Linked DNA regions of Mus musculus: all the other regions are linked to region 1. A link is a contact called in public promoter capture Hi-C data. All regions are on one chromosome and are shown on one strand. Each heading gives the region's core, a stretch centred on a gene start, on an enhancer-like site or on the middle of the called end of the contact. The rest is flanking DNA. Distances are from core to core; before and after follow the strand shown. Region 1 holds the start of Sertad3 (SERTA domain containing 3). Region 2 holds the start of Cadm4 (cell adhesion molecule 4). Region 3 holds the start of Phldb3 (pleckstrin homology like domain, family B, member 3). Region 4 holds the start of Tbcb (tubulin folding cofactor B). Region 5 holds the start of Arhgef1 (Rho guanine nucleotide exchange factor (GEF) 1). Region 6 holds the start of Zfp790 (zinc finger protein 790).

Region 1 (3,357 bases), core at 372-2,871:
AGTTTAATATGGTCAGACAAACCTGTCTCAGAAAAACAAAAAAGCCCTAAAACAAATCACCAAAACATCCGGGCATGGCTTGAGTATCACTTGTCTGTGGTAGGCACAACGTTGAATTTACATTATGGTAATCAATTTTAACATTTGGAAAGTGAAAATCCTAACTCTGGTCTCAATAGATCTTGTTATTGTTTTCCCACAATACTTTTTTCCTAACAGGTCACAGGACAAACAGGTATGGAGCACAGAGTAATGGACCAAACCCAAACTTGAGACAGGGTTTCTCTGTATTGCTCTGGAACTCCCTATGTGGATCAGGCTGTGTCTCGAACTCATATCGTACCGCCTCTTCCTCCCTGAAGGCTGGGATTAAATGTGTGTGAGACGAGGCTTAGCTGGGACGTGTGTGTTTAAATTCTTTTTTTTTTCTCCTTTTTTAACAAGAATATTTCTGTCCGTACCTGCTTCCTACAATTGAGTCTATGACCTCTCAAAAGAGAGGGAGTATTTCCCAAACTCCGACCCAAAGGAAAGCCAGCTAGAGCGAAACTAACCACAAACTGCACCCTCTAGCGACCAGTCCAACCCAATCATCTCTTTTTATAGGCACCACCCTTCCCTGGGTCGCTAGACCAGACCCAAGAACACCTCAATGTATCCTCAGGGCCTTCTGGGAACTGTGGACCCAAAGGCTCCAGGCAGAGCTTCGGCTGTCGCGTTGGAACTACAATCCCCAGAAGGCCCAGCACACCCAAGAGACTGGACACGCCCGCCCTCTCTGAGAGCATGCGTACGGGAGCTCCGGCTGGTGGGGGAAGGGAACCCGGACTTCAGCTGCCCAGCGGCCGCCGAGCCCCGCCCTCTACTGCCTTCGGGGCGGTGAATCCGAGCTCCACGCCCCGAGCGCCCCTCCCCCACCAGGCTTCAGTCAGAAACCTGTTTTCTCTGGGTCCCTATCACCCCAGGAAGTTCTGGATTCTTCCCCAAACTGTCCTCGGTGTGCAGAGGTCCAAATCCCATCACATCGCCCAAAGACGACAAATAACTCTCGGGTACATAGTTCCGCCGGCGAAACTGGATATCCCAATTCTGAGACCTCGTCCCAAATCTCCCCTCATTCGGCTCCACTTTCAAATGACTCTGGCTTTCCAAATACCCAGTCCGGCTCCGAGACCCAGTCAGTGAACTCTTCCCCGGCATTCCCTTCTCACGACGGCGTCTCAGAATCCAATACTCGGTTCCTCTAGTTCCCGGGTTCCTCTAAATGCTTCATATCCTAGCCTTAAAACGCTCACTTTGTCCAGAACACCGTGGAACTCCAAACTCAGCCTATTCTTCGAGACTCAAACTGTCCTACACTCTCCTCCAAAGTTCTTTCTCCGTTTTCCTGGCTTCTCCAAACTCCAACTCCTGAGTAATCCTGCTCCCCCTTCGGTGCTGATGCTGGAATTCAGCCTTCCACCCTCCAATGTCCATCAATCACACCAATCTGCTCTCCACTCGGGATACCCCGCTTCCGCCTACCGTGGGGGCGCGCCCCCGTCCTCCTCTAACTCCAGGGAAATCTCACACAGGCGGCCACTCCTCACCTCGGCTGCCAGGGTCGCCACGACTACCTCCGACAAGCCTGCAGGGTTGGGTTCCACCAGTGCTGGGTAGAAGTCCGGCTCACTTTCCCCGGGCCTCTGGGTCTGGCTGGGGGCCACTCGGCTCCTCCCCGGAGGCCAGTCGCAAGCCAGGATTGGTTGGAATCCTGCCCGCCGCGGGGCGCCATTGGCTAAGAGGAGCCACGGATGCTAGGCCCCGTCCATCACTGGGCCGGGTCCGGTTTAGGTTGGCTACTGGTCAGGGGGCGGAGCGGAGTCTCCACGGTGGAGTCTGGTAACGCCGTCAGAACTGCTACTTTGGACCCAGCTGTGTTTCTCACTCCTCTGTTTCACTGCAGACCCCTTATACCAGACCCCACTGAAGAGTGACACCGGGTGACACCATTCTCCCCTCCCTGCGGTTTTGCAGGCTTGGGGCAGATGGTGGAGGCCACGCCCCCCGGAGTTCCGAAGGCTGGGTCAAACCGGAGGGCGGGGGGGGGGATGACGCACTAGACAGCAGCCAATAGCATGATGCGGCTTGCGTTGCCTGAACGACCGCAGCCCCGCCCCTTAGCTGGCGGAGCTCTGCTTCCCCACCCCCAACCCGTCTTGTAGGAGGAGTCTATGCTTAACCTAGAGGGGTCTGCTGCTTGTTTGGGGGAACCTCCTGGATCCCAGGCAACGCTTTCGTTTTCCGCATTTGTCTGCCTGTTGCTGTTTACTCTTAAAGACTGCTCACAACTCTGGGAACAAACTCAAACTTATTATTATTATTATTATTTTTAGTTTTGGGGATTTAACATTTGAGCATTTTGAACAAACACCGTAGAACTGAGCTAAGATTTAAAATTTTGTGTGTGTGTGTGTGTGTGTGTTTAATTTTGTGATATGGTTTCGTAGTGAAGGGTTAGCTTGCTCTTCACTATTTGGTCTCTGGTACCCTCCTTCCTGTTTTCTAGGACTCACTTTCGGATTCTTTTTGTTTTAGGCAGTCTCGTGAAGCAGGACTCCAGTGTAGACAAGGGCCTTGAAATTCTAATCATGCTTGGCTTCCATATTGCTAGTCCTGGAGCTGCAGGTGTGTCCCTAAAGAAAATTCCTTTTGCTTAGTTTTTGTGGTGTTGGGCACGGAACACCGAGGTGGTGCTAGCCAAAGTACTCTTATCACTGAGCTACATCCCCAGCCACTTTTTTGTTTGTTTTCTGAGACAGCGTTTTGCTGTGTAGCCTAAGCTATTCTGGAATCTTTCATCTTCCTGCTTCGTTTTTCTAGTGCTAGGATTTAGGCATTACCAGCTTGTCTAGCTTGCTTTCAGTTTTTCTAAGATGGCTTCCAATATCTCCTAAGAAATAAACACAGGGCTTTTCTCCCTTACCTTATTGCAAGGGTCCAATTCAAGGCACACTCTCAGCAGTGAGACAGCCAGACTCTCAAATGTTCTTCAGATGTTCTTGGTTTTGCTTTGTTTAGTTGTTTGTTTTTAATGCCTTTTTTTCTTTTCTTTTCTTTTCTTTTTTTTTTTTTTGAGACAGTTTCTTTGTGTAACTCTGGTTGTCCTGGAACTTACTCTCTAGACCAGGCTGGCCTTTGTCCCACAAATGTTGGGATTAAAGGCGCGGAGCCACCATTCTCTTGGTTTTGCTTTTTTTTTTTTTTTTTAATTTATTTTACACGTGTGAGTGTTTTGCCTGTATGTATGTATGTATGTATGTATGTATGTATGTGCACCATATACATACCTGGTGTCTACAAAAGTCAGAGGCATCA
Region 2 (3,357 bases), core at 500-2,999, 3.0 Mb after region 1:
GGATCCCAAGAGCCTGGTTTTAATGCATAAGAAGAAAGAAAGAAAAAAACAGATGGAAATGTACCCAGAGTCCCAAGCTCACACCTGGGAAATTGGGGCATGCTCGTCGCAAAGGAGGGTCTGATGAAAGTTAGGAAGCAACTACAGAAGTCTGCAGAAGAAAGGCAGAACTTCTAAGGTCGGCTTTGCCCCCAGCCTTGTCCTCAGCGGCAACCCTTGCTTGGGGTGGCAGGTGTGGCAGCACTCAACTTAGAAGCTCCCTCACATTGTCAGACATGGATCCGGTTCAACACTCTCACTGGATAGAACTGGAGCCAGGAAAGAGGGCTGGGCCACCTGGTCCCAATTCTCAACTCCCTATAGGAGACCTCAGCCCTGCCTTTGCTCACCAGCAGCCTCCCCATGATGGATTCCTGGGCAAAGTAACTTGACCCACCGCAGGGGAGTGTCCCATGGTGGATATAAGAAACACAGGGTTCTAAGTGTGAGCATTCAGGTGACATTTCCTGACCTTGTCCCCAGCCTCAGGGTCACCGTGTCTTGGGTGGGGGCTGGGGGGTCCTCCAGATTCCCATAGTGAGTGAGAAAGACATGTGGATGTCCTGGAGGGGGCTCTTCTGTGAAGTGTGGCTTGGATGTGTGAACGGGTGGGAGGGTTTGGGGGAGACATTTGTGGAATCCACGTGTGTGCTCACATGCCAATGTTCCCTATATGCCACTTCACACATCTATACTGTCACTGCCCTGCCTGACACCACTCTTCTCCAGGAGCGAGGAGGGATACAGAGATGGGAAAAGGAGGATGGAGGATGCATGGAGAGAGGAAGCAGATTTGGGGGAGAGGGAGACAGTGGGGTAGAGAGGAGAAAGGAGGCAGCTAGGCAACAGAGGCTGCTAGAGAAATGGGAGAATGATAGGGGACAGAGAAGGGAAGAGATACAGGATGTCAAGGAGACGGGGAGAGAGATGGTGAATGGGGACATAGAGGGACGACAGCAGCACAGGAGGCGGCAGAGTGAATAGAGGATGGGGGGCAGGCAGAGTGACCCAGGAAAAAGGGACAGAGGTGGGGGACAAAGGCGGCGTGGAGAAACGGGAAGGGGGAAACAAGGAGAAAGGAGGACAGAGGGAAGGAAGGACAGGACTTGAAGACTGAGGGACAGAGGACAAGGGCTGGGGGAAAATGAGAGAGAGAGAGAGAGAGAGAGAGAGAGAGAGAGATCTAAAGACTAGGACCGAAGGACAGTGGGACCGGCCTGGAGAAGGAGGGCTTGGGGACATAGGGGGAGGGAGGGTCTCGGGCCCTTTGTCCCCGCGGGATCGGGGCCTGTGCGGGGTGGGGGGGCTGCGGCACGGCGGCCGGGGCCCGCGTCCCCCCTCCCCTGCCCGCGGCTCTGGGCTCCTGGCCCGCGCTGCGCTTTGTCCCGGGGACGAGGGTCTCCCGCAGCCCCCCCCCCCCACGCAGCGCATTGTTCCGGCCTCTGCAGGCCCCCAGGCGACCCAGCTGTCACAGCGACGAGACCCCCTCCCCAACCCGACCGCAATACGCACACCTCCCTCGTCACCCCGATCCAGCCCACCGACCCGGCCCCCACCTCCGTCACCCTACCTGGCCCCGCCGCGGCCGCCCACAGCAGCAGCAGCGGCCACTGGAAGCGCCGGGCCCGGCCCATGGTGCCGCCGCCGCCGCCGCCACCGCCGCCGCCACCGCCGCCGCCGCTCGCTCCCGGCCCGGCACCTGCACCTCCCGCGCCGTCGACCCCGCCCCCGAGTCCAGTCCCGCCCTCTGCTCCGCCCACTGCGCGCCTTGGTGGGCGTGGCGTCAGCTAAGGGGCGGGGACCGGACGGGGACAGAGGGGCCCAGACAATGCGGGGAGAGGGAGGACGGGAGCGCGGAAGGGCGCGCACGGGGGTGGGAGAGCAGGACAGCATGCGGACCCGGGCGCGAGGGCAGGGCGTGAGCGTGACGGCGTCGTGGGAGCCAGTGGGGGAGGACTTGGGAGAGCGGAAGGTCGTGAGGGTCGTGTGAAGGTGCAAAGGTGTGCGTGCGTGTGCGCGCAGGCGTAGCCTGGACTAGCGGAGCTCCCTAGAGGACGCTGCACGGGAGACACGGGGAAGATGCGCAGGAGATGCACCGGAGTGTGCGCGGAAGATGCACGAGAGATGCGTGGGAGAGGCGCGGGAGATGCACGGGGGAATGTATAGAAGACACACGGGAGATGCGGGGAAGATGCACGGGGGTTGTGCAGAAGCTGCTTGGGAAACCCATAGGGGGTGCGTGGGAGATGCTTGGGAGATGCGCGAGAGGGCGATGCTCGGAAGCGCGCGAAGGTGCGGGGTGCTGGCGTGTGCTGTGAGTGTGAGCTTTGGGGGAGAGGAGTGTGATGATGCCACAGTGAATGTGGGCAGGGAAAGACTGAGAGGCTGGGCAGCAGCGGGTGGCTGAGCAGGTATGGACTTCTTTGGGCAGGGCATAGAATAGTGTCCGCTCCCTCCCTCTAGTCCTGACCATGACTCGCCAAGTTTCAGTCTTCTTTCCCTGGGAGGGGCCTCCAGAAAGCTAACCAGACTGGAAGGAAGTCTTAACCCTAGGCCCTGGGGAGAGCGAAGCCCCTGCCTGGGGCAATCTTCCAGGTATGGCATCCAGACGCTGTACTCTTTCCCACACTGTCCAGTCAAGTCTGTCTGTGTGACTCTGCCTTTCAGGTTCTGTTCCTCATCCTGGGGGGCTGACTCATCCCTCCAAACTTTGCTCTCTTTTTTCTTCTTGGGTGTGGGTTCCCCTGAACCCACCCCTGTGGCCACCTGAAGGCCTGGAGCAGGCTTATGACTCATAGGACCAAGAAGAGGAAGAAAGTGAGGTGCTGGTGGCCTCTGCCTCTCACAGGACTCAGGGACAGCAGGTAAACTGGGTCAACATATGCCCATTCTGAAAAGCTCGGCTTTTTATTTTCTCTCCATCACTTCTAAACTGTTGTATATCCAGGTCAACCAAGGGTCATCATCACATGACACACTTCCTGTCCAGTGCCTAGCTCCCAGCATCCTCTCTGTCTTTAGTCCCAAATTCATCAACTCTTATGTCAGGACCAAAACTCCTAGCATCTTGTTTCAAGGACCAAGGCTCCCAGCAGCCTCTCTGTTCTCTACCGTAGCTCCATATCCACCCACAGCTGTGAGCAGCTGCATTTCTTCCCAATTCTCGGCTCACCACGTAGATTAGGGGACGGAGTACAAAGCCGCTCATCTCTGTGATGCGAGCGAGGTGAGAGACTGTTTCGGGAATACTTGTTCAGGGTCTATTAACCGGTTTTTTGTTGCCAGTAACTTGGTGACAGAGATTGGATGAGTTCTGAA
Region 3 (3,357 bases), core at 638-3,137, 2.9 Mb after region 1:
CCATTAAACTGTGAAATTATAGGGACAGCCAAGAAAGAGACCTCAGTAGCCAGGCATCCAAATCAGGCCTGGGAAAGAGGAGGAAAATGAGGAACAGGAACCCAATCTCTTTGAAGAACAAGGACAACTATTAGGTCCGACCAGAGGGTGTTCCAGCCCGGAAGAAAGGAACATGAGGATGGAGTCGCTGGTCACACCAACCTGCTCCCGCTGTTCTTGGCTGCTCGGCTGGGTCTCCACCCGCTGGCCCAGCAGCTCCCGCAGCTGCTCCTCCTCCCGGCGAGCGGCCACTCGTTCCCCGGCCAGCTCACCCCGGAGCAGGGCCACCTCCACCTCCATCTGCGAAAAAACAAGGCGAGAATTTGGGTGCAGCAGCCAGTGGAGGAAGGGGCTGGGAGATGGGAAGTCTGGAAAAGGCCTCGGGCCTTGAACACCTGCTGCTTATCAAAAAGGATCCTAAAGTTTAGAATGGACTCGGTGTCTTGGCTCGCAGGTTCCCTCACGGGTTGATTTCCCAAGATCTCCCCATCCTCACCTCGATCCTCAGTTCCTTCTTCTGGCGCTGTAACTCCTTCACCCGCTGCTCCATCAGAGCCACGCGAGTCAGTGCCTCCAGCTGCTGTCCTCGCAGCCGCCGCGCTGCCCCCCGCAGCTCTTCCCCAGAAGGGAGGCATGGGGAAGGTGTGGCTGGAATCTGCGCGGCAGGCGTAGCCTCGGGCTGAAATTAGAGAGGGTGTGATGAGAACAAGTCTCGCCCCCCTCAAGTCACCAAACAGGTCTGGTCCCACCCCAGTAGTGCCTCTGGGGGTCATGAGCTGCCAAGTTCAACTACTTCCTTTCGGGTCCGAATGGAAGACCGTGAAGCGGGGAAGCCGGCAGGTTCTGAACCCATCATACAAAGCCACTATGCTCTGAAGCTGAACTAGCAGAGCTTGCTTCCTTTTCTTTCCTTCCTTCCTTCCTTCCTTTCTTTTTTCTTTCTTCCTCATTTCTTCCCTCCTTTCCTTTTCTTCTTTTCCTTTTTCCTTTCTCCCTTCTCTCTCCTTTTCTTTTTTCTTCCTCCATTTCTTCCTCTATTCTTTCTTTTTTTTTCTTCCTTCCTTCCTTCCTTTCCTTCTTTCTTTTTTGTACCTGAATGCTAGTGGAAATCAGAAGATTCTTGCCTTACATCAATGAGGGTTCTGGGGATCGAACCCAGGTCGTCAGATTTGACAGCAAGTGTCTTTGTACACGATGAGCTCATCTGTCCCTGAGTCTCAACCTCTTGGGATCTCTTTCTCAGAGTCCCTGGATCGCTCTTCTTCCCCCCACCCCCACCCCCGTCCCTCTCTCTGACTTAGACTCTTCTATGTTGGCATTTCTTTTTGTTTCTCTTCTGGGTCTGTGTGTCTTCCCTGTGTCTCTCTTTTAGGTCTATGTCTCACTCCCTGTGTCTCTGTCGTATCTAGTTTCTATGTTTCTACCCGAGTCTCTCTGGCTTCAAATCCAACTTTGTCTAACAGGGTGTTTCTGCCTGTCTATGGGTACTCTCCTTGACTCTGGGTCTCTGTCTAGTCTCTCTCTTTATGTTCTTCTGTGTCGTCTTGGGTGTCTGTCTGTCCGTCTGGACAGCCCCCCCGGGGGGATGATCCCTCACCTCTTCGCGGCAGCTCTCGGTGCTGCTACCTTCTTCCACTTCTTCCTCTTCCTCGGCCTGCCGCCCAGCTCCGGGGCAACTTGGAAGCTCCGCTGGGACTTCGGGCTCCTTGTGCTCTTTGGGATCCTCGGGGTGCCCCTGAGGCTGCACAGCCCCTTGAGGCTGGACCTCGACGGCGCATTCCGAAACCTTTGGAGACGAGGAGCCCTCCTCTAGGGTGCTGGGTGTCCCCATGGCCGCTTCGGATTCCTGTGGTGTGGGCGTGGTCAGTTTCAGAGGCGTGGTCTGATGTTTGTGGGCGTGGTCTAGAGCGCGTTGAGCTTGCCCAGAGGGCGGAACCTAAAGGTTCAGAGACCAGCTCTGAACATTCCGCGGGCGTAGATTTCCTGGGGACCCGCTCGCGACTGGGGAGAGGCTGTCGGCTCCGAAGGTGACACACACACCTAGAGGTGGGAAGAGAATTTGAGTCCGGGGTCCTAACGCTCCCCGTGCTGGGGCGTCGCACGCTGAGCCTTCCCTTTGCTCCATGTGTCATCCCTGAGCCCCTTCTGCAGCCCTCTCCAGTTTCCCGGATTGCCTCCAAGAGATTCCATCTCCTCTACCCTCTCGGGACTAGCCCGGCTCTCCTCCTTGGAGCTCCACAGTTGGGTCCCGAACCACCTGTAAGGAATCAGCGTCCGAGGCTCCTCACCCCAAGATCCAGAACTCGGGGCTGGCAATGTCTACCTCTCCGGATATGCCTGGGGCCCCAACGCCTCCGTTCCTTCCCGGGAGGAGGTCCTCGTAGGTCGTCAACCTTCTTTCTGGCTCTGCACTGGGCACTGCCGCTCCTGCGGCTAAACAGGTGGCTGGAAGGAGGGAGGAGAGAGAGGCCGCCCCGTCCCCCTCCCCAGCAGCCCGGAAGTGGAGGGGGGGACAACAGGTCCGACAGCTCTCCTGGGAGGAGGGAGCCAGCAGCCTGCCCCGCCCGCAGCCCAGGCACCCAGCCATCCCGGCCCCTCCAGCCCCACCCAGAGAGAGCCCAGCGCCCAGACCTCCCACTCAGCCTCCGGTGCCCCTGGAGGGCCGGGCTTCTTAGCCACCTGCATACAGCAGCCTCCCTAAGGCCGAAGCCTAGGAAATCCTCAAAGGAAGATAGGAATGAAGATGGGGGCCTCTCCCCTCTAATAAGCCCTTTGGAAGGGCCCTGACCGGTTTAGGGAGCCGGACAAGGGGAGGGGGTATCCCGGGCTGAGTCAGCGATCTGCCCAGAGACAGAGTGTGCCCCACGCGCACACAGTTTACTATGGGGTGGGGCACAGAGGTTAAAGGTCACAGCCAGACCCTTTCCTCTCTGGGCAGAAACAGGAAAATATCTGGTATGCAAAACCCGACTGTTAGACATCAAGAGCTGTGCAAAACATTTGACACACCTCAGTGTCATACCACACCACAGCCCATAGAAAAAAAGAGATCGACCGTCTCCATTGTACAGTTGTGGGGACCGAGGCTGAAGGAAACAAATACACCTAGGATCTACAAGCATTCTAAATGACTTTTTTAAAATTATTATTACTTGTGTATGTGAAAGATAGTGCAGGTATGTAAGTGGCACCCAACATGTAAAGAGCTCATAGGACATCTTTGGGAAGTGGTGCCTTCCAACGTGGGATTCAGGCATGGAACTCAAATCATCTTGTTAGCAAGAGCTTTACACTCTCGGCCTTCTCAGCCCACATCTG
Region 4 (3,357 bases), core at 634-3,133, 2.8 Mb before region 1:
GACCATAGCATTTGTGCATGCATACGTTTGTGAGCAAACACACACGTACACAGACACCCCAAATAAGCCAGGCTTTTGGTACTTGCCTTTAATCCCAGCACTTCTGGGCAGAGGAAGGCAGATCTCTGAGTTCCAGGCCAGCCAGGGCTACACTGTGAGACCTTGTCTCACAATAAATCCATATGATATATTTCCAGGTTCCAGATTGAGAGCAGGCAAGTAGCTAAGAGTCCCTCCCTCTCTCACAAGACGCTTCCTGTTGAGGGATGGAGGAGACACATGGCCTGGCTCCTGTTGCCTTAAGCAGAAGTAGCAGATGGCTAGTGGACCACAAACATAAGTGTCTGCCTAGCTAGGAATAAAGATAGGGAGTGGCAAGGCCAGAAGCCTACGCTCCAAGGCCGCCATCGCCCTCTCTGCTCATCTTAACAGGAATACGGCCATTCCGCTGCGGAGCCTGTGGGAAAGCTTTCACCCAGCGCTGTTCCCTGGAAGCTCACCTTGCCAAGGTGCACGGGCAGCCAGCCAGCTACGCTTACCGGGAGCGCAGGGAGAAGCTGCACGTGTGTGAAGACTGTGGCTTCACCAGCTCTCGGCCGGATGCTTATGCGCAGCACCGCACCCTACACCGCACGACCTGATAAGACTGGCTGCTCCCTACCCACGAGAGAAATAAACACGGGAAACACTAGTGTAGAAACTGGCATTTATTACAGGTGGAAGAAGGAACGATCACTCAGTCCAGCGGTGGCCGCAGTGTGGGGCAGTGCAAACATAGTACAGGCGCATGGCGTCCTAGCAATAAGAACGTTCAGTCAGGGTCTGGACCCAGAGGATAGTGTGAGGACCAAAAGAAACGATCAAAGAAACTTTCCCAATCTTGATTTGAGTAAACAGGATCAACCCAAAACTGGCGTGTCCCCCCCACCCCTACCCCCCCAAGCACCCAGCCGCCACTCACCTCAGCTCGGGCACTGTGTGACTGAAAGAACACTGCCTCCTTGTGGCCACACCTGAGGGAATGGTTCAGTTACTAAACCGCGAAAGACCTCTCTGTGCACAGCCACTCCTCTTTCCCTATGCCAGCTGCGTACTCACTTCTGGCACGGGTGGTCCTCCGTCCGGGGCAACGTGGGGTCCTGGGACACGTCTGCGATGATCTGGGTCAGCTCGCTGCAGGCATAGGGAAGTAATTAGCGGTCAGGCCGGGTGTCCTAAGAGGTGACCCGTGCCCCAAGCGAGGTCCCGCCACTCACTCCACTTCGTGCGTGATTTTGTTGACGTAGATGCAGCTGTTGTCGGCTTCCTGCTGGTAATCGCAATTCCGGCACTGCAGACGGGAGAGCATGTGGGAGGAGTGTCACAAACAGATCAGATCTCCAACAAGACTGGACAGGAAGGCAGGGTGTTCCCAAGGAGGGCATGGACAACATGGGAGAGAGGGTGTGCTGAGGGGTAGTCAAGAGGCGAAAGCGTGGGGGAGCCAGCAGGGAGCGCGCAGGGAAGGCGTGAACCCGCGGGCGAGAGGGTTGCCGGTACTCACCGCGTACAGCAGAATGCGATTTTCCTTGTCCTCCTTGGGGTACAGCATGTTATTACTGTGGGGAGGGGAGGTCAGAGGTCAGCCCTGGAGCCAGTCCTCACTGCCTTCCCACACCTACTGCCCGGGCCTCACCATTCCTGGCAGAACCGAATACCCACGAAGCCAGGCTCGTACGTCCCGTCGGGTTCCATAGCGACTGGGCTGCTGAGCCTTCTGCGCTTGCGCGGGCGCGCTACGGAACGCGGGAAGGGTCGCACACCGAAGCTGCACCAAACTAGGGCGATGCTGCGCGCATGCGCGGGTTCCTTATTTTTTTATTTTTTTTATTTTTTTTTTTATGGATGTCTGGCTGACGGCTTGCGTCGATCCTTTGATACCCTCTGCTACTCACTCCCGATTTCGGAACCTGCTTCCCAACTCCGAGTGGAATGGATCTAGGACAAGGGCTGGGACTATGATGCGCGATGTCATCCGCAAGGCGCTGAGCGTGAACGAGAGAATCCGCTGCTCTCTTCTTGGCCCAAGGCCAGTGCACATGCGCCGAACTTACACTCGGCGGACCGGGACAACTCCAGCCATTCTTCCCGGCTTCGGCCTCCTCCCGCCCTCCTCTCCTGCTTCCCGTGCACGGAAGGCCTCTCGGGATTGGTTGGACGTACCCGAGAATCCGCCTGTCCGTGGAGAAAGAACAGCAGCGATTGGCTGGCCATGTTAGGTGGAGAACTTGCATTGGTCAGCTCCAGAACAAGGGGCGGGACCTATATCCCAGAAGCAGCGGCGGCCACTGCGGAGCCGGTGTGAGACGGCTGAACCGCACCGCGGGCCACTCCGGGGCGCAGCGAGATGGAGGTGACGGGGATATCGGCGCCCACCGTGATGGTTTTCATCAGCAGCTCCCTCAACAGCTTCCGTTCGGAGAAGCGATACAGTCGTAGCCTCACCATCGCAGAGTTCAAGGTGTGGCCGTGGGGGCGGGGTCCGGAGGGGCGGGGCAAAGAAAAGGGAGTAGGGGGCTGAAAACTAGTGGGCGAACCTGGAGGGAAGGTTGCAGAGACTGACAGCCAGCCTCCCAGGCCTGGGAGCCCCGGAGAACAGAGTCCACCGAGTAGGGGCAGGACCCGGGAAAAATCAGACACTCCAGAGAGCCGAGGGGGCGGGTCCAGAAGGAACTGGTCCAAGGTGGGTCTTTTTGGAACTTGTTTGTTGATCAAAGTCTGAAGATGAGGCCTCTGACAGCCTTTCTCCTCATCTTGCCTCTTTACTGCAGTGTAAACTGGAGCTGGTGGTGGGCAGCCCTGCTTCCTGCATGGAACTGGAGCTATATGGAGCAGACGACAAGTTCTACAGCAAGTTGGATCAGGAGGATGCACTGCTGGGCTCCTATCCTGTGGATGACGGCTGTCGCATCCATGTGAGGACACCCTTTCCCGGGACCCGCCCCACATTCATTCACTAATTTATTTCTTCAACAAATACCATGTTTTGCCCAGTGTGATAACCAGTATAGGCTCTAGCCACATGGAAGCCCCAGTTCAGCCTGGTCAGAAGCAGACATTCAGTAGACAGTGACAAACCAGAGTTGTCTGAACTGGCTTAGGGGGAGGGAGCTCACGGGAAATTCATCAGAGGTACCAGGCTTTACCTGGGGATATCTGAAGAGGCTTCCTTGAGGAATGGGTATTTGAGCTGATATCTAGAGAATGTTCCATGGAGAGGACAAAAGTATAACACTGTAAAGAACTGAGGTGAGCCATCAAGTTCTGGCCCGATTGAGAGCAGCAAGAACACAGAAGGCCTCTGTGTGTATCAGCTCA
Region 5 (3,357 bases), core at 337-2,836, 2.6 Mb after region 1:
AGCGGTGGTGGTGTGGGTGGCAGGGAAGACGTGTGGGGTCAGGTTTCACGGCAACCAAGGGCTGCCTATCTCACCTGTCGGATGGGAAGAGAAGCAAGCCACTGCAGCCTCAGGAACCGAAGCCTCCGCGCTCGAGCTCCAGGTTCCCCCACCCGTGCCGCAGAGTCGCTCTAGCCGAGCCAGAGGCCGCCTTTGCGTCCAGCTCCACTCCTCCCTCCGGCCGCTCTAGCCCGCCTCCTACCGCTCTCCGGCCTCGGCAACTCCACTCCTCCTGCCGGCGGGTATCGCAATACACGGCGCCACGCTGGCCCGATAGGGCCGCTCTGGTCTGCCTTGGAGGACCCTTGTTTCCGTATTTCGACTGCCCCTGTCACTCTCCTGGGCCCCGCCCCCTTAGCAGGAGTGGTGCATGGTTCCATTGCCTGGTTAGGGCTCAATCTCGGAGAAACTTCAAGTCGCTCAGGTCCTAAGCACCTATCGGGACCTCACATGAGCTCTACCTCCCCAACTCGGACCTATTAAATTCCAAATGCTTGTATACCCTCTGTCACCACTGTCAACTCCTCCCGCTGTAATTGGAAAGAAAAAACAAAACAAAAACAGAACCCCCTCACATAGATAGACACACACACACACACACACACACACACACACACACAAACAAAAGCATAAAACACTCATGCGCTCGAGCATATATTTTCTTCTGATAGACTAACCTGCAAAATGCAATGACTTCCCTTTAGGCCTCAGTCTTCCCATCTGTTCAATGAGGATATGTTTCCGGTTCTCTCCCCTACAGCCATCTCCCAGAGTATAATTAATACCACAGAGAGGGTAAGGAAAAAAGCTTTCTGAGACGTGTTTAACGCTCTGTAAGTCTCGGCTTTAAAATGTACTGCAGAGATATTTGTTTATTTTAGGGAGCTCTAATCAAGCATCCATGATCGCAGGGACAGCTCTTTACAGGAAACAGCTTTGAGTTCAAGTCCCAGATGCTCTGTCCCTACGACAAGGCAGTCCGACTCCCTGGGCCTCAGTTTCCCTGCTGATAAATGAGTGTTATCGTTCTTCGCTGGGAGCCTGGATCTCTACCTACTTGTGCTCTCGACAAGTGCTCTCTCTCTCTCTCTCTCTCTCTCTCTGTTTTGTTTTGTTTTTTTTTTTTTTTTTCTTTTGAGGCAGGTTCATGCTAGGTCGCCCAAGCTAACCTCGAACTCATGGCAATCCTCCTGTCTCTGCTTCCCAACTCCTGGGATGACAGGCGGGCGCCAACGCGCCGGGTTTTCTCTTTGCTCTCTTTGACAGATGAGAAAACCGAGGCCAGAGAAAGGCGGCTGCAGGTTCACTGGGCGCACCCTGGGAGGCCCTCCGCGCCCGGTCCCCTCCCTGCTCCTCCCTGCGGCGGCTGGAGGAGGAGGCCGGGCGGGGCCAGGGACAGTGTACCTGGTGTCCGCGCGGGGAGGTGACCGGCGAGGCGCCCGAGGTCGGGCTCGGGGATCCCGGGCCCGGTGTCCCGACTCCGGCTTCCTGGCTCTGGCGGGCAGGAAGTCGGGGCGTTTTTCCGGAGCCCCCGCCCGCCGCCCCTCCCCGCTTCCTGCCCGCGCCCCGTGCCCGCCCGGCACCTCGGCTTCCTTCCCCTTCTCGCCGCCCGCGCGGCTCCTCCTTTCCCCGCGGGCGCGTCCCCACCCGGCCCCGCCCGGCTCCCCTTCGCCTTTGTCCGCCTCCGCCGCCCTCCCTGCTGTTGCCCAGCTCCTGCCCTGGCCCTTACTCTCTCTTTCTCTTAGTTTGCGACAAGGGCTCCCTATGTAGCCCTGGCTGGCCTCGAACTTGTTGTGTAAGGCGGGCTGGATTCGAACTCAGGTGTCTCTGCTTCTGGAGTAGAGAGATTAAAGCTAAAGGTGCGCGCCACCACCCTGATCTCTTTTTCGAAGCTCGAAGGCCTTCCTGCCCACAAGGTCAGGGGCCCATCCAGGCACTCCTTGCTTTCTGGCCTCTGTTGCTTCTCCCTGCTGCAGCTCCTCTGTGCCTTGATCACGCTGGGCCCATTTCTTGCTGTTGGCTGTCTCTCTCATGCTCTGAGATTTCAGGCTTTGTCCTTTCCTCAACTGTTATTATCAGGCCAGCCAGTTTGTGTCTGCTTCTTCCTTTGGCTATTTATCTCTGCATCCTTGTCTCTGGGGATCCCACTGAGTCTCCTCTTGGCCTCCTGTCTTTTAACAACCTGAGTCTGCTCTTCCCATCCCAATGACTGTCACACCACTCTAGCTCTCTCTGTCATCCCCCTCCCCCCGGTTCTTGACAGAAACTCTCCAAATCTGCCTTATGCAAGTGAACCCATGAGGGAATTAGGCCCCACTCCAGAAAATAATATCTTGTGTTCTCAGAGTTTAAATATAGGTAAAAATTTGGTAACACCCGGGCTGGTTCCCCCTTGCTTTGGGACATGAGGAGGGTGAGGCCCTATAAGGGAGATAAACCAGCATTTCAATTGGGGTGGGGACTTCCCCAAGAGACTTCCTGTTATTTTGGGGGGAGGGGGTTGGGGAAGACAGACAGCAAGAACTGTCTGGTCCCAGATCTCAGAAGTGGTCAGGTGAGAACTTGAACCTAGAATCCTGGGTCTGAGGGGGGAGGGGACTTGGGTTTTCTGCTCCTGGTTCCCTGGCAGTGTTGAGGAGCAGTCTACATGAGATCCATGACTCCTGCCAAGGGCTGCTTTGGGAAGGATTTATTATCACTTAAGTGGCCATGACAGATCTGGGAGGAGGGGGGGTGACACTAACGAGGCTGCTGTAATCAGCTCCCCTAGAGGCAGCGATTAAGGGCTCATTACCCACTAGAGAGGGAGCTGGACTTGGGGAAGGACAAGATTAGGTGGGAGAATAGGGTGGGGCAGCCTGGAGGCAAGGGTAGGCCACTCGAGTGGCTGGAGCAAGCACTGGGAAGGGGGGACTCCAGGGGAAGAGTGGGGAGGCAGGGATGCTGGAGTCAGACATATGGCAGGCAGGGAAGGGTGGGACATGTCAGTCATGGCTTTTCCAGCTGGGCATCTCCAATGTGGAGGTTGCCCACATCCTGGTAGGTGCCCTGGAGTCCCCTGGAGATGTCCTCATACATAGAACAGTCATCAAGGTTCAGGCCCTGCAGGGGTCAGAGAGGAGACATCAGTACCCTGACAGCTGGAGCCCCAGCGTCCAGTCAACTCCAGGGTGAGACTCAAGGCAGACACCACACCCCATGCACCCGACGCCTGCTGCAAACAGTGCTTACCTCATAGAGATTTTCATCTTCATAGTCATCTGGCATGTCCACCCCAAACTTCTCATTTTGCCACCGTTTCTACAGAAGGGGATGAAG
Region 6 (3,357 bases), core at 330-2,829, 2.3 Mb before region 1:
GTATATACACACATATAGATACATATATATGTATACATATATGTGTACATATATACATGCATGCCAGGCATGGTGGCCCACAACTGAAATATCAGCATTGGCAGATGAATCTTTGAGTTCACTATGAGTATGTATTTAAATAGTAAGTCCTAGGCTAGTCAGGGCTACATAGAGAGGCCCTGTCTCAAAAACAGAAAGGGAATGGGGCAGGCTTATGGTACTGAGGTTTCTATTTAATTCAGATAAAGAAATGAGATGACATTTACCTTCTAAATCTGGCTGATCTGGACACACACCGTTGCGGCTGTGTCCACTGACTCTGGATGCTATGGACACACACCGCTGTGGCCGTGTCCACTGACTCTGGCTGATATAGACACACACCGCTGCGGCTGTGTCCACTGACTCTGGCTGATCTGGACACAAACCGCTGTGGCTGTGTCCACTGACTCTGGCTGATATGGACACACACCGCTGCGGCTGTGTCCACTGACTCTGGCTGATATGGACACACACCGCTGCGGCTGTGTCCACTGACTCTGGCTGATATGAACACACACCGCTGTGGCTGTGTCCACTGACTCTGGCTGATATGGACACACACCTCTATGGCTGTGTCCCACTGGCTCTTAAGTACTGTGTGCAGCTTGTTTTAATCATGGTGATGCTGCTCTCTGTAATAAACTTCCGTTTATCACCTTCTGGAGCAGGGCATGGTAGTTCACACCTGTTATCCCAGACCTTGAAAGTCAGGAGGACGGCCTCTGAAGGGTGACCAGGGCTAAACAGCAAGATCCTGTCTAAACAACAAACCAACAGAAACCACTTGACAAGAGGATCTGGAGTTCAGGTCAACCTTGGTTATAAAGAGAATTGCAAGCCAGCCTCAAAATCAAACCTTACCTGTGTCTCCTCAGGAACTCTCTAGAGAAGGGACGATGTCTGCTTGGGGTACCCTGAGCGTTAATAACGCCCCCCCCCAAAAAAAAACCACCCCGACTGACAAAACACTGTGTTAAAAATAAAAAGTCGGCTATATTGCCTGTAGATTGCCTACGCCGCACAATTAACTTACAGAAAAATAACAATGCTAATTAGTTATTATCAGCTATACATTTTCCCTCCCACAGACACTCCAGAAGACCGCACTTACTAATCGTAATTTGAAAAGAAAATGAGATTTAGGAAGCTTCCGCTATCTCTATAATCTCAGCCACTCCTGTACAGGGATCCATCCAGTCGAGACCCAATCCCCAAGAACCATTCGATCCGCATACAATGTCTCCTCCCCACAACAGCTCGCTCCACTCACAAAGCGCCACAGCTCGAGCCCAACTCTTGCTCACGCTCATTTTCCTTACCTCGCAGTTTCTCTGCCGTCCAACTCCTCCCAGATCCAGCCGCGCATGCAATCTAACCTCCCTATGCTTTCTCTCACACACGCTCAGGGCTGTCATTGCGTACTCTTGCACCTACAGGACGAGGCTTCCTCTTGGTCAGACTGCCAATGCTGGGTTGGTCTTAGCGCTGGGGTCCTACATTCCGGTCTGTGGCCCCAACTTCCAGCAGGAAGTCGAATTCGGAACAGCCTCCTTAGACAGATTTCCGCCTGGGGATTGGATGACTCAGCCTACTCGAGCCATGCGCCTCCGGTCACCAGCACGGCCTTGAACTACATTTCCCAGAATACCTCGGTTCCCTGGAAACTCGCAGTGCTGAGATAGTGCTGGGTCGAGGAGCCTGATCTAGGTCTATGAAGTCTTTCACCGCTGGGATTTCCTCACGATTCCGACGAATAGCCGAACACTTTGTATCTGTTGTTCAGGCCACAGCTTTCAGCCCCTGACATTTCCAGGCGTTGTATTTCCCTCTCCTGGGAGCCTTTTTTAAGGAGTGGGCAGGGTACTCCTGACAGGTTTGGGGAGAACTTTAGGGATAATGAGACGCCTTTGGTGCCAAGGGTTTGGATGCACCATCCTGTGCAGTGCAATGAAGCTGACTCCGGGAGATCCGGAGCTGTGTAGAATTGTTATCATGTGTCTGGGTGGTAGTCTAGGGGATATGGAGGCAGAGAGGATTCCTTGATTGGTGAGTATGATCGCATCCATTGTGTGTGTGGCTGGAGTCTGTGTGACCGTTTTGTGCCATGCTTTTTTTTTTTTTTTACCAGTGTGAGGTCCCTCGAGTGTGAGGTCCCTGGGCTTTTGTGTTTGTGAGCATTTGCCTAACTTTGGGAGCGTGTGAGGTGACCGACTGAGGTGTGACTGCTTCCCAGTGGACCTTTTCTAATTTCGGTAGAGGTAAGGTGAGGGTGGGGGCAACAGTGACTGTGATTGGCTCTCCCTGTTAAGGCTTCCGTGTGGGGTGGATTGTATTTTCGTTTGAGGCACCCATAGCTTTTGTGTCCCCGTGGTGTGGGATTAATTGGAGAGTCACTATAGGTGAGGCAACTTTGTACCTTTGTGACTCCAGCCAAGGGGACTTGTGTCACATCCTGGGGGTAGACTCTGTCCTTATCTACAGTCACCCTACTTTTGTCTGGTGTTTCCATTGCATAGGAAGCCCCTAGGCTTCTCTGATTTCTTGATAGGTGCTATGGCTGTTGGGCCAAAATGATCTCTGAAATGGTTGAATATGCATCTACAAGAGCCTAGTGTGTGTCACACTTTTTTTTTTTTTTAATTCCCGAGTTCTGTCCTGTAGCTTATGATTTCCTGACATCCCTTTACTTTTGTCAAGATGTGGCTTGTTTTCCTCCTGTTGAAAATTCTGGCCCATCCTGTGACTGCATTCCTGTAGTGTACCCTGAAGTGGAAGTTTAAGGAAATGTCAGGTGATGCAGACCCATGTGATATTTGGAGAGAGTATAAATAGGAGTCAACCCACAGTGACTAGTGTATAGCTAGCTTTGCATTGCTTTGCTGGTTTCAAGTCTTTGCTGATCTTTGCTTCATTGTACCGTATTAACTGCTCTTAAGTCCTTTATCATCCTCCATTTACCTGATTTCTTTTCTTTCACAACACAAAGGACAATTCCATGGGCTGGTAGACTCTTCTACATGTTGAGCCTCCAGCTGCTCTTATACCAGTTGTCCAAGCGCCTGCAATTTGTTGTTGTTGTTGTTATTGTTGTGGGCCATCTGCCATACTAGTCTGTTTAATAACCATTTTAGAGGCAAGGTTGTTGGTGCATCAGCAGTGTCCACTTTTATAAGTTTGGAAATTCAGTTGCTATGATGTCCTGTTTTGGATCATGGGCACAGCTTTTGACTTTTTTGATCACCTGTATTAATACCTTCCCCAGGAACATCTCCCATATCACACCTGGCTTCCTCATATGCTGTCCCTAGAACTGCA

The links. Promoter capture Hi-C pulls out the DNA fragments that hold promoters and counts their contacts.
Region 2: a contact with region 1 is called in a promoter capture Hi-C map of cranial neural crest. The contact joins the promoter of Cadm4 here to the promoter of Sertad3 in region 1. A contact is called at or near these places in 2 of 39 promoter capture datasets (cranial neural crest and hippocampal neurons).
Region 3: a promoter capture Hi-C map of pre-B cells shows a contact between it and region 1, with 4 times the contacts expected there. The contact joins the promoter of Phldb3 here to the promoter of Sertad3 in region 1. A contact is called at or near these places in 2 of 39 promoter capture datasets (liver and pre-B cells).
Region 4: a promoter capture Hi-C map of liver shows a contact between it and region 1, with 8 times the contacts expected there. The contact joins the promoter of Tbcb here to the promoter of Sertad3 in region 1. A contact is called at or near these places in 3 of 39 promoter capture datasets (cranial neural crest, hippocampal neurons and liver) and 1 of 115 datasets of contacts at active chromatin or transcription factors (astrocytes).
Region 5: a contact with region 1 is called in a promoter capture Hi-C map of erythroid cells, with 8 times the contacts expected there. The contact joins the promoter of Arhgef1 here to the promoter of Sertad3 in region 1. A contact is called at or near these places in 2 of 39 promoter capture datasets (embryonic stem cells and erythroid cells).
Region 6: a promoter capture Hi-C map of liver shows a contact between it and region 1, with 2.4 times the contacts expected there. The contact joins the promoter of Zfp790 here to the promoter of Sertad3 in region 1. A contact is called at or near these places in 2 of 39 promoter capture datasets (cranial neural crest and liver).

Annotation. Positions count from the first base shown.
Region 1 is chr7:27,472,104-27,475,460 of GRCm38.p6, reverse strand. It overlaps Sertad3 (SERTA domain containing 3), which reads right to left and starts at 1,621. Exons shown (of 2, transcript NM_133210.2): 1 at 1,590-1,621.
Region 2 is chr7:24,480,415-24,483,771 of GRCm38.p6, reverse strand. It overlaps Cadm4 (cell adhesion molecule 4), which reads right to left and starts at 1,749. Exons shown (of 9, transcript NM_153112.3): 1 at 1,610-1,749. The coding sequence starts at 1,673.
Region 3 is chr7:24,609,858-24,613,214 of GRCm38.p6, reverse strand. It overlaps Phldb3 (pleckstrin homology like domain, family B, member 3), which reads right to left and starts at 1,887. Exons shown (of 15, transcript NM_001102613.1): 1 at 1,637-1,887; 2 at 536-718; 3 at 202-339. The coding sequence starts at 1,870.
Region 4 is chr7:30,230,723-30,234,079 of GRCm38.p6, reverse strand. It overlaps Tbcb (tubulin folding cofactor B), which reads left to right and starts at 1,883. Exons shown (of 6, transcript NM_025548.4): 1 at 1,883-2,500; 2 at 2,811-2,954. The coding sequence starts at 2,387. It overlaps Polr2i (polymerase (RNA) II (DNA directed) polypeptide I), which reads right to left and starts at 2,006. Exons shown (of 6, transcript NM_027259.1): 1 at 1,676-2,006; 2 at 1,544-1,598; 3 at 1,257-1,330; 4 at 1,099-1,173; 5 at 962-1,013; 6 at 693-795. The coding sequence starts at 1,734. The coding sequence ends at 733. Ovol3 (ovo like zinc finger 3) reads left to right here. Exons shown (of 4, transcript NM_001289817.1): 4 at 433-783. The coding sequence ends at 641.
Region 5 is chr7:24,901,215-24,904,571 of GRCm38.p6, reverse strand. It overlaps Arhgef1 (Rho guanine nucleotide exchange factor (GEF) 1), which reads right to left and starts at 1,586. Exons shown (of 30, transcript NM_001130151.1): 1 at 1,444-1,586. It overlaps Cd79a (CD79A antigen (immunoglobulin-associated alpha)), which reads right to left. Exons shown (of 5, transcript NM_007655.4): 4 at 3,271-3,339; 5 at 2,714-3,141. The coding sequence ends at 3,028.
Region 6 is chr7:29,814,294-29,817,650 of GRCm38.p6, reverse strand. It overlaps Zfp790 (zinc finger protein 790), which reads right to left and starts at 1,579. Exons shown (of 5, transcript NM_146185.2): 1 at 1,362-1,579.